3 separate regions of the Gossypium hirsutum genome follow, and all the other regions are linked to region 2. A link is a contact called in public Hi-C data. All regions are on one chromosome and are shown on one strand. Each heading gives the region's core, a stretch centred on a gene start, on an enhancer-like site or on the middle of the called end of the contact. The rest is flanking DNA. Distances are from core to core; before and after follow the strand shown.

Region 1 (4,129 bases), core at 937-3,436, 230 kb after region 2:
TTTTTTTGTATATTTTTTATTATAGAGGTTCACTCGAAATTAAATATATTATGCAAAGTATATAGAAAAGAAAGGAGAAAGTTATTTTAAAGAAAAACAATGCATAGATCTTGAATTTGGATAAGAAAGAAGTCGATTTAAGAATGGAAAAGTAGCTTGTCAAAATATGGATTTTATCGTCGAAAATTGCGTTTGGATAAATTTTTCAACAGATTTGTGATGTTTCGTTACCGAAGTTCTTGGGTGAAAAAGAAAAGAGAAAAATATGTTTATAATTTTAAAAAAAATTTGAGGAAATAATAATTAACTTTGTTTGATTTTTTAGTTAAAGATGTCGCGTATCACAAAATGATTTGCTAAGAGATTTCTTTAATGGTCAGGGGTAATTAAGGTAACGAGATATAATTTATGTATCACTTTAGATAACAAAGTATAATTTAGATATCACTTGTGACAAAAAATAATTTAGATACCAATTTAAGAAAAAAAGATATAATTTAAATATAATTTTGAGAAAATTGATATAGTTTAATTACCATAAACGTTTTAAACCTTTCTGAAAGATATAAATGGTGATTACGATGTTATAATTATTATTTTGTATTTTAAATTCTTTTTATTGCAATTAATCACAATTATATATATTGCAATTACAAGTTTAAGAGAAGGGAATGAGTTACACAAGGCTTAAATCTGGACCATTGGAGTCAATGTTAATATATGATAACTCTGCCACAACATGAGCAAAATTACATCCACACCCATAGCCATCAAAACTGAACTTACTCAATTCAATTAGCGGTTCCACTAGTACCATATAACGGCAAAAGAAAGCTGTAAAACTCATTCAATCCATTTAATTTTGTTATTTATGTTTCTATTATTATTTATTTGTTCTTATTTATTGTTTTTATGAATTTTTTTCAAAAATTATATGTTGTTGGAGAAACAAAATCTTAAAATAGCGTTTAGCATTATTGAAAGTAATAATTTTTTTAAAAATTTAATCAATTGAAACATTCAGTATATTAAAAAATTATTTCTTTGAAACTTAACTTCTGCTTGAGAATTACTTTTCCATAAATATGGTAATGACTCCCATGATAAAATATGAAAAGTTACTTTCCTATATAGATTGAAAAGCTAAAAATATATTAAAGAGGGTATTAATCTATTAAACGTAAAAAAAGAAAAAAAGAAGAAAGATACAATTACCTTATTTCCACTATCAACTCTCTTATTATTTCAACTGATTCTTCAAAAGTAAATTCTTTTTCTAATTTTATTTTTAGTATGTATATTTAATCACGTACATGGTATATTGTTTACATATTATATATATTTTTTATTTTTTTCCTTTTTTTCCTTTGGATATATCATTGAAATCTCAATTGCATTAGAGTATTCATTCTAAAACAAATTTTATATATGTATTATTACATTTAAAAAATACAATGAATACCAAATGTTGCACATAAAATATATTGTGAAATATTAAATACATAAATATTATTTTTATTTAATAATGGTAAATTTATAAAATATTATTACATTCTTAAGAAATTATTTAATGAATTAAATGTAATAATGCAACTTTTTAAAGATTTTAATCAATATTTTTTAATGTATATCAAATATTACAAAATAACTTTCCCAATAATCACATTTCAAAAAACCACAAACCAAAAACCATATAAAATTACAGAATTTACGATTTTGAAAAGAATCAAATATCATGGCAAGCTCCCACGTTACAAAAATTGCCCAATAAGCGAGACTTATATTAATATTTTGCCTTCTAACATTATCACGTTTTGGCAATATGTTGCTCTCTTGAGGCAAACCCCAGATAGCAATCATATAATTCAAATATTAATCCAACTCATTTTCATTATAAAAATATTTAATATATTTATCAATAAATATTGGATATAGGGATAATGTATGTTGTACTAAAAAAACATAAATTCAAATCTTAAAAATATAATTATTTAGAGAAATAATTACAAACCTTAAATATAAATAGTAAAAATAACATAAAAAAATCAAAAGAAATCAATCATAATTAAATTTGTAACGAATCTAAAATGATAAAACCTGAAATAATCCAGATTGGATGGGCTTAGATGCCAAGATAGTCTCAAACAACGTGACCAGCTTTGGCCTCTGGGCTCTGATCGACAATAATTGTCCTTTGGTATATAATAAGCTAAAATAGGAACAAAAGCCCAAACACAGAACTAGAACGGAAAAAATGGCCCAAAAAGCCGAAAGAAAAAGAAACCCTAGCTGCTACTTCTTCAAGAAAAGGAAACCTAAGCTAAGAGACCTGTAAAAAAAAAAATGCCCGCTGGTCACGGTGTGCGCTCTCGAACAAGGGATCTGTTTGCCAGACCCTTCAGAAAGTAGTGTTACATTCCTTTGTCCAACTCCTCTAAATTCAAAATCTTATCTCATTTATTTAACGTCCCTTTGGATGGACGATTACTCTAGTGCAGTGCGTTTAATTTTTTTTGTCTCATGTCACAATATTGCTACAGTATCTAATTTCATCGCTACTGTTATTTTTACACTAATCGCAAATAAATACACTGCTCATCTAAAAAGACCTAAACTTAGCTAGATAGAGTCATGGAGATTTCCACTCTACATTTTTTTTCAAAGTTCCTTCTGATAATTGGACTTTATCAATCTAATATCTAGTTCCTTTTTACATTAAATAACTATATTTGTTGCCTAACTCAACATTTAAACACGTTAAAGGTCAAAACCGCAAACCCAAAAACATAGTTGTAATGTTACGGAAACAAGTTAAAAATCTTGTTACAACAAAAAGGTGGATACGGAAATTGGACCATCAAAATTTCCAAGAGGGAAATTGAGACATAAGCTTCCCTTTTTCTTACTAGGTAATGATAAAAGCTTCTTTGGTCGTTCTCATCTGAACAGCTGAGTTTGGCTCTGTCAAGACTGCACTTGGGATGAATGAAGCAAGGATCCAAAAGAGTAGATGGATCCAAGCATGTTCCAAGACACCCGCTGGTGCTGGTCTGGGAGACTGCAGAGAGAATATTTGTTATCCCACATATACTGGTGTGGTTAGCTTCTGCCATCTTTGTTGTTTTCAGGTTAGATTTCGACAAATTATAAAGTGTTGAAACCATTTACAGATTCGGCATATTATTCAGCATTACCTTTTTCGATTTTAACCATGTTTTGAGCGGCCTATGAAACATGAGTGCACAAATGTCTGCGTATGGTTATCACTTTTCAGGTCTTTTCAAGGCTGGGCAATTTAAGGAGCAAATTATTGCTTTATTTACCATATAAAAATAGAAAGAAAAAAGGAAACAATTGGGTGTGGATAAACTTGGGCATTAAAACTTGTGCAAGTTTTCATTCCTTGCCGCCGCAAGGCCAAGAACAATTACAAGAATGAAGATTTGCATAAGATTGAACACAAAATCCGGCGCCATTCCATTTGGAAGCACACTTATGTTTGCAACTTTGAGGGTCACACTTTCCATCACCGGGGGCAGCTAGAACATCATGGCAAATCTCTCGTCCTATTTCTTCACCCATCATCGATGCAACTGCAATAAATTTGGTCAATATTACAACACCAGTTATTATATTAAATACCATAACATGCATTTGAAGGTAAAAAATTAAATTAACCCACGAAAACACACAAGGGGACAGTGACAATGTTGTAAGAAAGGTTAGCCATCCTTCAGATTTCAGAATCAATCAATAGTGTTACTATAAAATGAAGAAGGAAAGGAGATGGTTCGGTATTTTATAAGCTGAGGGTGTTTTAAAAATGGCAAGATAATCAAGTCCCATGGCGTAAAATCTGACGTAAAATCTGAGTTTTTCAGATTTTTATTTCCAATTCCATATAAGGAAAATTTTTTATAAGATAATGAAATTTACAGAGGTGAATGAATATGGGGTTTTAGCAGATAAGTTGGAGCAAGTTCAGTGCTCAATACTGAGTTGCTGTTAATTTTTGAAGACTTAAATTTAGCCTGGCGGGGAGACTTTCCAAAATTTATCCTAAAGAGTAACAACCAGGTGGCAATTAATTTGATTAATCATTGAAAATATTTTAAGGGTTTTAAGAAGG
Region 2 (4,078 bases), core at 338-2,837:
TGGCATACCCCAGTTACAAAAGGGAGCCACTTAGGTCCCTTGATGTGATTCTGAAGGAAAGGGATCCCTGAAAATAAAAAACCGTAAGAGATGTGCACACAAAAGTAAAAGTCAGTGAAGACAAACGGAGTCCAATAATACCAGTATTAAAGCCATGTACTGCACTAAGCATTCCCCCGATACCAGAGCCAGCCTATTTGAAACAGAAAATGCAACAAATGTTGTAATAATCAACAATCTTTCGGCACATTAACTTAAAATTATGGTAACTTTAGGATTGTGATCCATACTATCTCATTCAAAACGTGAATTTTTTGGACAAGATTTCAATTTGGTGATCTTGCCATACTCTGAGCTGTTCTTGAAAGGCATAAGAATCTAAATGCCAAATGATTCCACACTGAATTAGAGCAAGAAGCAGCTTAATAGACTAGACTAAAAGTAACCGTAGTTTTTTACTATCTCTGAGAAACATACAACTTGAAAAGAGCTAGTGCTACAATTCTCAATTACTGCACATACTTTAACAGTACAAATAACATTATTTAAGTGTTCGAACATATCAAAATCACATACATTGATTTGATAATGATATCAGAAGATAGCATCTAATGATTCAGTTACGCAAACAATTTTTTTTTCAAACTTCAAAAGGCATGTTTCTACTTGCATTGACAGTAGAAACCCTATGTTACAAGGATTGGAATGGGTGTCAACTATATGTATATATCCAACAAACATATATTCATATTCTAAAGTTGTCTTTTTTTTCTTTCTCTGTTACCAAGAAAAATAAACCATTGGAGCTCCACCTTGAGGAGGTAGCAGTCTCACATCCCACAAATCCCAAAATCTGTCTCCTCAAGATTTAAACACGAAATCTCCAGATTGAATATATATATTTGAGGCCAGTAAAACTGTATATTCCTAATAGACATAAAAGGTTAATCATGGTAAAACTTGGTAACTAGTCTAAGCTAGGATATAATAGTTTTGAAAACTCATCTAAAAGTTTACAGCTTTCCAGGATGAAGATAAAAAAAACCATGAAACTTCTAGTAAGCAAAAGGGCCAATTATACCATGCAAGTAGCCCTAAACTACAAATTAGAGCATTGGGGGGTTATTATTTATGTTTCTTCCAACAAGTAAAACAAAAGAGGGAGAAAAGAAACGGACCACTGCAGTGGCATCCTCCAAAACTGAAGTAATTGTCCATTCAGCTTTGTCCTGCAAAAGAATTACAAATTAATAAAAGAAAAACAAAATTCAATAGTTAAAACCTTGAGAAAAAAAGAAAAAAGAAGAATAGAGATGAAGGGATTACGGAATCAGGGTGTAAGAGAGAAAGGCAACGAGGACAACGAGCGGAACCTAAGCCAGGGTTGATGGTTGGATCGTGGTGCAGATTTCCATTCCTTAGCTTTTCCTCATATACTTCTCTTGTCCCCATTCTTCCAATCTCCCAAAACCTCTTTTCTTTCCTTTTTTCCTCACAATCTGATTTCTCCGAACGAACACAAAACTCAGGAACCCCACAACAGAACAGAACTCTTTCGATCTTTTTGTTGCATCTAAAGACAAGATATGGGCCGAACCTCTTTCCATAGAGAAGTGTTTATTTAGATTCCTTGGGCCAGTTACTTTGTCATCGGATCGGGCTAGAAGTTTGAAAAAAAATTTATTCAATTACTATATATTTTTGGAGGAGAAACTAGAGAAAGTACTAGAGAAAAGAATCAACATCAATTAGATCCATTTATGGGCTGAGTTAGGCCCGACCAAAATGTTAAGCCTGATTGATAGGCTCAGTCTAACTCAAAAATGACATAAATTTATTTTTAAATTTAGTTTAAATTATATATGTTAAACCCAAATTAAACTTCACTCGACTTATTTTTTTTAAAAAAAATATTTTATTACACAAAATAAATTTAAAAAAATATAGTATATCAAATACACTATAAACTTAAAAAAATTATTAACTTGCCTCTTTTATCTTGTTTAAGCAAATTTATAATTTTTTTTTAACTTACCTCTTCTATTTAAAAATTAAAAATTAAATTACTTAGTAAATGAATTATTTCTCTTTAAAATATGATATAAAAACCCACCCACCCCACAGTTCAACACTAATATATATACATCAAAACCAATTTTAAACAGGCAACAATTATGTAACATGAAGCAGTTCAAAAACGGAGAAAGAAGAGTTAAAATAGTGAATTTTTACACAGCGAAAACAGATAAAGATTTCATATGAATGAAGTAACTATTATATTAAGCAGAAAATGAAAAATCCTCCAAGCTGGACTATGTTTATGATCATGCACATGCTTCATATCGCCACAGCAAAAAGTGACAAACCAAACATTAGCTAAAAAACTTATACATGCACATTAATTGTAACACCCCAATCCCGTATCCGTCGCCGGAATAGATAAAGGGGCATTACCAGTCTTGAAACTCATATCAGAACAGTAAATTTTTTATTTTTTTTTGAACATTCCTTTAGATAAGTACTAAAGACAGTTAGGGATACAATTTAAACTTCTATAAGTACACATTCAAAAGATGCCATTTTCGCATAGCTTATATACATTAACCAAAATATCCTCTCACTACTAGTCTATTCTATACATGCCATAAGATAATCCAAAACGTAGCAGTACCAAACAGTGGATAGTGATAGTGTGACTAGTTGCTGATGATCCCGGAACCTGTAGCTTCCAAATGAGATCTATAAAACAGAGGAAACAAAGTACACGGAGTAAGCATTATAATGCTTAGTAAGTTTTAAGCAGTGTCAACAGATAACAATCAAATTATAACATAGTTGTTCGTATTTTTATTTCACTCTTCCTTCGGGCATACCATCCCTTTACCGAATATGCACATCTCATCATATATAATAGGCAGATAAATTCTCACTTGATAGTGACCTCTTATGATCATAGGTACATTACATATATATTTTTTTGACTTTCCACATTGACCAAATGCACAATAATCATAGAACAGTCTTATTGCTTTACTCACATGTGCATCACATAACGACCTCTTGATTTAGTCTAAATCAAACTTAAATATAATCTCAAAATACATACCTGACCAACTTAACGCGTTGAACGTATTTATTACCAATTGTTACTGTGAAGTTATATAATCTTACGCTTTACTTGAATCTTCAGCAAAACCTTTAGTTCGGGGCTTACCTGGACAAAATCTCCACACGTAGTCATCGGGTCTTTAGAGCTCGGATATAGTACGAGCACGAAGCCTACGGACATTAATCAGTGATAATATTCTCGCATAAAGCCTGCGGGGTTTTAACCCGGATATAGTACTGACATAAATGCCCTTCGGGACTTATCACATTTATACACTTTCACATCCATCACGTTGGCCACTCGGCCCTATCACATATATACACTTTCACATTCATCACATCGGCCATTAGGCCTTATCACATATATACACTTTCACATTCATCGCATCGGCTATTAGGCCTTATCACATATATACACTTTCACATTCATCACATCGGCCATTAGGCCTTATCACATATATACACTTTCACATTCATCCCATCGGCTATTAGGCCTTATCACATATATACACTTTCACATTCATCACATCGGCCATTAGGCCTTATCACATATATACACTTTCACATTCATCACATCGGCTATTAGGCCTTATCACATATATACACTTTCACATTCATCACATCGGCCATTAGGCCTTATCACATATATATACACTTTCACATTCATCACATTGGCCATTCGGCCTTATCACATATATACACTTTCACATTCATCACATCGGCCATTAGGTCTTATCACATATATACACTTTCACATTTATTCAAATATACTTCACATACCACATATACTATCATGTACAGACTTGGTCTTGGCCGAATCTACATCCATCACTTTCCAATGAATAATTCAATTTTACGCCATACTATCATTTCATATTCGAATACTCATAAACTTACAATATCACGATTTAGAATTCAAGTATGGGTTTAATCAATAGCTTATGAGCAACTAAAACAAGTTTTATCCATG
Region 3 (3,909 bases), core at 316-2,815, 170 kb after region 2:
TTTGAACTCTTTGAGCCTGCGAATGTTCCAATCAACAATGGTCGACTTAATGCTGAAAAACTTCACCATCGTCACCTTATTCTCAACACTTGTCATCACCGATTATCGATCCGATTCCGAGGTTTTCGGTAAATACATATCTCCATCATCACTAGAGCTCAAGGTAGAAAAGCCTTTTTGGAATCCTTGGTAAAGTTTTACGTATATAATTATTCATGATACTTCCTTAACTCTTAAATAGGAAGATAATGTGCTTCAATTAGAGGTGCTCATGGGCCAGGTCGGGCCGAGTTCGGGCCGGGCTCAACTAAAAATTTAGGCTCATTCATTGGGCTCGGGCCGGGTTGGGCCCAAAAAATGGGCCTAAAATTTTGTTCAAGCCCGACCCAAATAAAAATACTACAACTAGGCCCGGCTCGGCCCGCCTGTATTTATTTTTATATTATTTTATATAATTTTTAAATATATATAATACTAAAAATACCAAAAAATTTTAAAATAAATATTTTCCAACAAATTGAAAATAAATTTTAAAAAATATGTAGACTTAAATAGCACTAAGATAGATGCAACTTAACAAGCAAATACTTCTAAAATAATAACAAAATTAACAAATGCCTTTAAAATAATAACAAAATTAATAATAAAATAAATTTTATACAATATCCAAACAATAACAATAAAATAGTAGTAACTAATAGTAATATGGTAGCAAAATAGGGAGAAATCAAACAGAAAATAACATTCAAAAACAAAAAAAAAATATCAGATTTTTTTGTCATTTAGTGAATTCAGGCTGGGCCCAGCCCAAAAATACCCTACCCGAGGCCTAGCCCATTTTTTAAACGGGCCTTATTTTTTTGTCCAAACCTATTTTTCGGGACTATATTTTTGCCCATACCCTCCCACATTTCGGGCTGGCCTTCGAGCATGGTCGGGTAGCCTGACCTATGAGCAGGTCTAGCTTTAACGCACTCAAATCTACGACCTCCTGCATTAACAACAATGTAGATACCAATTGAATAAATGGTGTGAATATTGCGGTAGAAATAAAAATGAAAATTCTTCAATGCCATTGTAACAAAATAATTCTTACATTAGTTCAGTTGACATCATTGCTAATGTAGTAATTAAAAATATGTAAATATGAACATATTTAAATACGTTTTTTTTTTCCGATTTAAAATTTAAATAGAGGTTATGAGTAAAAATAGTCTTTGTTATATCAAAACAATTATTTTTTTGAAACGATAATAAATGCTTAATTTAACATGTTTATTGGATGAGTGGTAAAATTCTCTAACAAGGAAAACAATTTTGGAAAGATTTCTTTTGTTGAAGTCTTTTTTTTTTTGAAAGAGAACATCTAGATCATTTTATAAGAGAAGCCCCAAAAACAGAACAAAATGGAAAAACAAAAACAAAAGGCTGTTCAAGGAAACCAAGCCCAAAATCAAAACATAAAAAACAAAACAAAAGAACAATACATAGCAGCCCATCAGCAAAAGATCTAGCTCAACAGGTGGGGGGACTCCAGATATTTCCATCCTGTTATTATCCAAATTGGAATCCCACATCAAAAACAACAAAATTTATTGGAAAACGTTGCTTCATCATTACTTGCCCTGAATAAGCATCAACATCAATCAAAATCGCCGAAGAAAAAAGGAAAAAAAACAGCACAACCCTTAACCCTTCATTTTCCAAATCCAAAATCACCACACAAGCAGCTCTTCATTTTCACCTGAACTCCAGTCCCCTCCGATCAGCAAGCATCGCATCCTCCGCGCCAGAAAAGACCATATTCGCCAGATAAGAGTTTTCTCTTTTCTTAAGACCCTCGATAGTAATAAAGTGAGCAACTTGGTTTGATTCGCGATGGGTAAAATGAAAAATACAAAAGACAAAACCATAGCTCAGTTTTTTAGAGTCTTTTATAATACCTGCGATCTCTAATCTATCATCCTTTTGCTCTTGCAATTTGCAGATGACTGAACGAGAGTCCCCTTCAATTTCAACCTCTCTTAACTGAAGGAATAAACCGAGATGAATCGCCCAGAAACCCGCCAACGCTTCTGCAGTAAAAACAGAAGGTAAACTTGAATAAAACACTATTTTAGAGCAAATCACATCTCCTTTTTCATTTCTTACTACCATTCCAAAACATGACCCATTCCTCTGTTTGTTAAAAGTAGCGCCAAAATTGATTTTTACCCTCGGTCCAGTCGGAGCAACCCATCTGTCAGTAAGAATCGGCCTCGCTGGTAAGTCCGTTTTCACTCCATCAAGTTCTTTTCGGGAGTTTTTAACATAATCTGCATTTTGAGAACCAGAAGTAGAAACTCCTTCATGAATGAATCTGTTTCTTGATGTCCATAAAGCCCACATAGTGCATGCTATCAACCTACACTTAGCCAATGAATAGGATTGGAACAATTTTTTAAACCACTCATTGAAATCTGTACTTGCTTTTGTGTTAGGCGAAAAAACCCTTAAGCTTTCCCGTGTCTCTTTTGCTGAAGGACACTCCCTCAATATATGCTTCCGTGTTTCCCCTCTATGTTGACATCTTTGACAAGTAGTTGATCCCATCAAGCATCTATAATGAAGGTTACCGAAAGTAGGCAAATAGTTACTAGCAATCCTTGACACATGATATTCGCGACAGGTTTTAAAAATTTATACTTAAGCATTCTTGAAACTAACTATTATCACGATGAAGACAAGTGTACCTATCGAATAGTAGTATAGCTTTAGCAAGACCGGATTATCGAACCCAAAGGAACCAAGAGTACTAGTAATTACTTTCTTTTTATTATCTAGCCTAAAAATTAAGGGATTTATTTATCTAAATTAATTAACTAAACTAAGAGTGCATAGAGAGAAATTGGGGAAAAGCTTTTAGGAAAATTCGATTGATTAGGACAATAACTAAGGAAAAATCCACCTAGACTTCACTTGTTATTTGACTTTGAATCAGATGATTTATTCATTTGACTTGATCCGTAGAAATACCTAAGATATATTATTATCTCTCTCAAGACTAATAACGTCTAACCCTAGGTTGATTAATTGAAATCTCTTCCTAATTAACACGTAGTGTTGCATTAACTTGATCTATGGATCCCCTTACTAGGTTTCACCCTAATTTGGCAAAATCTTATCACCCTATCTCTAGGCATGGAATCAACTCCGCTTAATTATGACAAATTTACTCTTAGACAGGGTCTATTCCTCCTCTGAATAAGAGCATTAACTCGAATCAATATCCTGGAATATTAAAACAAGAATTAAGAACACATAATTAAGAATAAGTCAAACATTTATCATACAATTCAGATAATAATAACAAGATTCATCCTAGGTTTCATTCCCCTTAGGTATTTAGGGGGTTTAGTTCATAATTATTGAAGAAAACATCTCAGAAGAATAATGAATACAAAACATAAAGAAAACCCAAAACCCCTGAATGGAAATTGAAGGGAGATCTTCAGTCTTAATGATGAATCCGGCTTCTGAGATGGACCAATCGGCTTCCCTTAAGTAATTCCTTGCCTCCTACTCTGCATCTCTCCTTCCTAAGTGCCTCCTCAGGTGTTTAAATAGGCTTTAGAATGCCCAAAACCCCTCCAAATTGGCCTTTTCCAAATAGGGTTATACTTGTTCTCGGTAGGGACACGCCCGTGTGACACGCCCATGTGCTATTACTCCAGCCCATGGTCAAGGCTGTTGAATAGGAACGTGCGTGTAGTCTACCCATGTAAGTCGTGCTTCGATCCTGCCAAAGAGACACGGCCGTGTGACACGCCCGTGTGAGGAAGTTCAGGCTGTGTTGATTTCCCATATGGGTCCATTTTCTCCGTTTTCAGCCCATTCCTCGCTCTTTTTACTCTCCTATGCTCACCTAAG

What was found. A called contact is a pair of places that touch in the nucleus more often than the background predicts.
Region 1: a Hi-C map of leaf shows a contact between it and region 2, with 4 times the contacts expected there. The contact joins the enhancer-like site here to the promoter of LOC121203633 in region 2. A contact is called at or near these places in 3 of 34 Hi-C or Micro-C datasets (all in leaf).
Region 3: a Hi-C map of leaf shows a contact between it and region 2, with 2.2 times the contacts expected there. The contact joins the enhancer-like site here to the promoter of LOC121203633 in region 2. A contact is called at or near these places in 4 of 34 Hi-C or Micro-C datasets (hypocotyl and leaf).

What each region holds. Positions count from the first base shown.
Region 1 is chrA04:22,022,613-22,026,741 of Gossypium_hirsutum_v2.1, reverse strand. No RefSeq gene overlaps it. Among protein-coding and RNA genes, the nearest start is that of LOC107942695, 140 kb to the right of the region's middle. Within about 2 kb of position 2,186, at least 4 of the 9 cell types and tissues checked have an H3K27ac peak or open chromatin away from gene starts, as enhancers often do. A contact at or near this core is called in leaf, where this site is marked.
Region 2 is chrA04:22,256,423-22,260,500 of Gossypium_hirsutum_v2.1, reverse strand. LOC121203633 reads right to left here and starts at 1,587. Exons shown (of 6, transcript XM_041111364.1): 1 at 1,327-1,587; 2 at 1,179-1,229; 3 at 142-193; 4 at 9-67. The coding sequence starts at 1,452.
Region 3 is chrA04:22,088,162-22,092,070 of Gossypium_hirsutum_v2.1, reverse strand. No RefSeq gene overlaps it. Among protein-coding and RNA genes, the nearest start is that of LOC121203633, 170 kb to the left of the region's middle. Within about 2 kb of position 1,565, at least 7 of the 9 cell types and tissues checked have an H3K27ac peak or open chromatin away from gene starts, as enhancers often do. A contact at or near this core is called in leaf, where this site is marked.